2 separate regions of the Gossypium arboreum genome follow, and region 2 is linked to region 1. A link is a contact called in public Hi-C data. All regions are on one chromosome and are shown on one strand. The core of a region is the stretch at or near the end of the contact, and the rest is flanking DNA. Distances in the headings are between cores, read along the strand shown. Region 1 holds the start of LOC108461140 (GLABRA2 expression modulator). Region 2 has its middle 19 kb from the start of LOC108464149.

Region 1 (2,700 bases), core at 75-2,574:
TCGGCTAGGGTGTAAATAAGTCACATTTTGCTTTGTCAAATATTTTATCAGCTCAAGTCTTTTGTTTGATTAAATGCAAGTCTATAACTCAAATCTTAAGCCTGCTTTATAAGAAGTGAACATGCCAATTGAGGAAACTGCAGTACCCTGACCTTAAATCTTACATCAAATTCTATTCTTTCCCTAGTAAATATTTAAGACACAAATGCTAACTCCAGCCAACACTTGACAAATCAATACTACATTTCCTAAAAGCATGTTAAAAACAAGAAAAAAGAATGAAGTTTATTACATTCTCTCCCTTTCCTTAATCACAATATCTAAAGTTGTCCAAAATTGCCAAAATGATGCTTCCCTAATATCCTATAGTACTCTTAGAACTAGCGTGCTATACAAAACACGAACCCTACCAAATAGTTCACCCAGATATTAAACCCTAATTCAGTATCTGAGATTTCAGCTTTCAGTAATATCAACCAGCCAAAATGACCAAGCGCTCGATATCAATTCTAACCCTAAAAGCCCAATCGCAATAGAATTCATACCAGATACAAATCCAACCAAGAGGGGAAGCACCAAATATTAAAAATAAACTAGAAAGCAATTGAAATTCTAAAAGAAAACAGAAAAAATACAGTGCTGCCACGTGTTCCCGGCCAGATCCTCTGCTTTCCTCGTCGCTTCTGCCACCTTCCTCCCCCATCTCCCTAAGACATCCTTCACTGTGTCCATCTTCTCTGGTTCCAAGTTCAGAAAAGAAATAATTTAATAATTAATTTAAAAAAAAATCAAAATAGAAATAAAATGTGTAATGGCTTGCCTTTGAAGGAAGCGGAAGAAGATTCCGTAGGCGGAGCATGAGTAACGTAAGGATTGGATCCGTCAGGAGCTGACATGGTGGAACTGTGATCCACAGCACGCGACTCGCTGATCAATTCCGGACTCCAATGAACTGATTTCCTCGATCCAGATGGTGACTGAACCGGTGATTGCTCGCTTTGAATCTGACTCACTTTCGGATTCTGAGTCTCTTTCTCTTCCTTTTCCTGAGGCTCTGATGTTGGAACCACAACAAAGCCCTCCGCATCCATTGCGGGATCCGAGTCTTTCAGGTTCGGTTCTCGGATCGGAGCTGAGCTGGAGTTGGGTTGCGTTTCTGTCTTCGTTTGTTCCATTGCTCTAGAATGTGCGAGGAAAAGCAGGCCGTGCGTAAAGTGGCGTGAGGGATCGTTTGCTAGAAGTTTAGCAGGAGAGGAGACTGTTATTGAAAGCTTTAAGTGTTACGGGCTCCACCAACTTTGTCCTAAAATCCAATTAATAGATCTAATTTCATCCAGGAATCTATATTATCTTTCAATTTTGTTCTTAAGTTACATATTTGGTTCAATTTTGATATTAGTTGCTGTACTTTCTGTTTGTTTATAATTTCACCAATTTTTGGTTGCAACTCACAAAAATAAATTTTAAAATCTAAATTGATTTTTTGAAAGTAAAATATTTTTAAGCAATCATTTTTGAAAACTATTTTCAATAAAATAAATATTTTAATTCAAATCTAAAATATTTTAAATATATATTTCTTTATTTTTATAGCAAATCTCTAGTTGTCGACTTTAAAATTGTTTCTTTTATATGTCAATGAAAGTTGATTTTAATGAAAGTTGATTTTAGAGGTGTTGCATCATATATATATATATATAGGAATAACTTACATATTTGTGTATTTTTAATTTATTTTTGTTTGTTATTTTTATTAGAAGCTTTTAATGTTTATTTGAGGCTCTCAAAGTTTGAAGTTTTATTATGAAGTTATTATTTAATTTTTTATTGAATTGATGTTAGGAATAAAAATATATATAGTGAATCCTCTTCAGCTTAAGTCCTCATCTTGACAAGCTTATATGGCATTTTACTGTTGATGGTTAGTATAGTGTTAAGTCAGCCTACATAACAGCGATGAGCATGTACTCAAACGTGAATGAATTGGCTCGGGATGGACCTTGGCAACAAGTTTGGCAAGTGCAAGTTCTCCTCAAGTGAAGGAATTCATATGGCGTTGCCTGCACCATTTTCTTCCTGTTAAAATGCCGCTACTTGAGACGTGTATTGCGGTGTCGGCCGAATGTTACCAGGGCCATGGGGATGAGGATGTTGAACATGTTCTGTTGCATTGTTGTAAAGCGCAGGCAGTTCGATGGCCTGCAAATATCCCTACCGATAATGTTACATAGAATGATTTTTTGTTGCGACGGTTGGCTTTGTTATGTGGCCATGCGCCGAGGGCTTGTGCTTCTGTGGTAAATTTGGTTAGCCCAGAATCTCGTTCAATGGCAGCATTGTGAGCTTTCTCCGTCTTGGGTTATCTATAATGCTGACTGTTTAGTGCAAGATTGGATGGTAGCCAACATGGTTTATACTTCTGCCACTGATCCGTCAGCCTCGGGTATGGTGGGTGTGGTTTAGGTCGGTGTGCGGGAGGGAGATGGCTTAGGTGGTGATACTCGTTCCTTGTTCGTATGGGACAATATGTTGGCAGTCACCTCATCATGGTTTTATCAAATTTAACGTTGATGTCCAGGAGTGAAGCTAGGCCGAAATTAAATTGTAACTTTTACTATAATAATTTTTAAAGGATTAAATCAAAATTTTATCATTTTTAGTGGGGCCAAAGTACAATTCTACCTTTACTAATTTATAATT
Region 2 (2,706 bases), core at 155-2,654, 42 kb before region 1:
TTTAAAATAAGTTTGTATAAGAATTGAAAATGCACATTTTGAAAAGTATGAGTGTATTTGTAAGACACATTGCACTCTTAGGTAACGTTTGGTATGATGAAAAATAGTCACTTTCTTGATAATTTAATTAGTTGGAAAGTTATTTGAATGTTTGGTATATCAAGTTTTATTTACTTTTTTTGGAATCTAACTTTCCGATAAACATAACAACGTGATTCACATGATAAAAGATGAGAATGTTAAGACGAAATTAACCCTATTTTATATTGATTTAGTGTATTAGTCTCTTAATTAATGTAAAAAAAGAGAAGAAACAACTGTTACCTCCTTCCTTTTTCCTACTACTTGGTTTTTTCTATTACTTTAACGGATTCTTATAAATAAGTTTTATTTTTCAGCTACAAATTTGATTTAGCACTTGTATGCGTATGAAATATATTTTTTAGTAAATGAGTAGAAATATTCCATTAAACTGTGTAGGAATTGTGGGTTAGAGTGCCGATGACTTTACATTCCTATGATTTAACTATTTTTTTATATACCTATGGATTAGCCTTTAGCTAAATAAAACGTGATTTCAAGTGTTTTTTTAATTTATCCCCAAACAAGTTTTATATATCCATGATTTTGTATATATATTATAATTTTTTAATTATGATTTTGTATATAGTTGGAATCAACATGATTTTTTAATTTATTTCAATGAAAATTATAATTTTCTTGTACTAATCAAAACTATAAATTAAAAATAATAATTTAAGAATTATCAATTAAATTTTATTATTAAATAAATAACTAAAATATTTGTTAAGAATAATATTTATTATAAAATTAAATACATGAATATCATCTTTTATTTAAGAATGGTAAATTGGTAAAGTATCATTACGTTTTTGGAAAGTACTTAATTAACTAAACGTGATAATATAACTTTTCGATATTGTAATTGATACCTTCTAATGTATATCAAACGTTGTAAAGTAACTTTACTATCAATCATATTCTTAGCAATCACATTCCATTAGAATCATAATATGGAAAAGCACCAAACGATAACTTAAGTAGAGAATAAAGGTTTAAAACTTAGAAACAACATATAATCATGAATCTCAAATACAGACACTAAAACAAATATGGATGATAAAAAAAATCAAGAGGGACTACCCAAACATGCTTGGAGGACTAGTTAGAGTTCCCATTTGACATCTAGACAATGCGGGTTCAAACCCTATCATCCCTTCCCCCTGGAATGTAATGATAAGAAGAAATCAAGAGGGACTAAATACACTAAAGATGCATAGTATAGGGAGGTTACATAAAGATTGACCATAGGTTTAGAGAGAGAGAGAGGAAGGAGGGAATTGCGGGGAAAAGGGGAGTGGATAGTGACAGGACGAGAAAAAGAGTGGGAGGACCTTGATTTCCATTTTCCATATTCTTTGGCAGCCTTTCTTTCCTTTTTCCCTCCTCTTTTCTTTTCTTCTCCAAAACAAAGAAGAATAAAATAAATAAATAAGACAGTGGCCCCCAGCTTTGGTTCTTATGGCACCACTATTTCCCTACCAAAAAGCAAAAAAAAAAAAAAAAAATGAAGTAACAAACAAAGAAACAAAACCCCATCTCATTTGTTTTCTTTTGCTTCTTATAACATCATCTCTCATTTTCCCCATAATATTATATATTCCTTCAATGTGCTTCATGATCAGTATTTTTCAGTACTTTCTTCTCTCCTTTTTCTTTGTCATTCAAATATATTTTTGAGGTTCAAATATGCTTGGTTTTGAAAAAAAAAAAAATCAATGTAACTATATACTTTGAAATGATTTAAGGAACATATCAATGTCTAGTTCAGAGCTAGCCATAATGAAGACCACTTCTTTTGATACGATAAAAAGGTTACAACATTTGGTATAGCTATATAAAGGTAACTCCCTTTTATTTTCTAACGTCCTCCACACACACACACACATATATATAATGCATGTTAAATTGAGTTGGAAAAAAATTCAATATCTTTCAAATAAGATTTAATTTCAAGTCTTGTGATTGAAAGAAACATCATTAAAATTATCTCTATTTAAAGATTTAATTTAATATTTTATAAAATTTAATTAAAATCCAATATAACTTTGGAATATCAAAATATCTTACACCAAAGGTATATACATCATTGCTTTCTTTTTAAATCATTATTTTCTCCACTTCTTCCGAGGTTTATTTCTATTTCCTTTCGGTTCGTCGATAAGGGTTTTTAATTGGCACCTGGGATTTATTTTCTCTTTATTTTCCTTGAAAAGATAGAATTAATATTAATTTTTATTGGGACAATATGAAACTAGTAATACAATTTTATAATTAATTTTTGTCAAACCTAAATTACATGTTTCAAATTGAATTATGTAATGTTTTGAATTTTTTATATTAATTTAATTCAAGATTCAATGGCTGAATAATAATCTCAAACTTAAATACATTAAAAGAAGTGAAAGAGTCTATATAGTATGAATATATATCCTTTTAGTTTTTAACAATCATCTCATCTGTTGATAGAAGGTTAAACATTTAATTTCAAACCTTAAATGTCTCCAAAAAGGCATTAATATAAACCCTATCCTATTTAGGGTTTGAAATTTAGAAATTAAGACTTAGGAGATTCAACCAACCAAATACAACATCAGCCGTTAATGTTGAGAAACCTCAACAATT

What was found. Hi-C and Micro-C count contacts between places; a contact is called where the count stands out from the background.
Region 2: a Hi-C map of leaf shows a contact between it and region 1, with 1.9 times the contacts expected there. The contact joins the enhancer-like site here to the promoter of LOC108461140 in region 1. A contact is called at or near these places in 2 of 5 Hi-C or Micro-C datasets (both in leaf).

Annotation. Positions count from the first base shown.
Region 1 is chr2:6,594,892-6,597,591 of ASM2569848v2, reverse strand. LOC108461140 (GLABRA2 expression modulator) reads right to left here and starts at 1,324. Exons shown (of 4, transcript XM_017760863.2): 1 at 821-1,324; 2 at 636-737. The coding sequence starts at 1,175.
Region 2 is chr2:6,637,214-6,639,919 of ASM2569848v2, reverse strand. No RefSeq gene overlaps it. Among protein-coding and RNA genes, the nearest start is that of LOC108464149, 19 kb to the left of the region's middle. Within about 2 kb of position 1,404, at least 1 of the 2 cell types and tissues checked has an H3K27ac peak or open chromatin away from gene starts, as enhancers often do. A contact at or near this core is called in leaf, where this site is marked.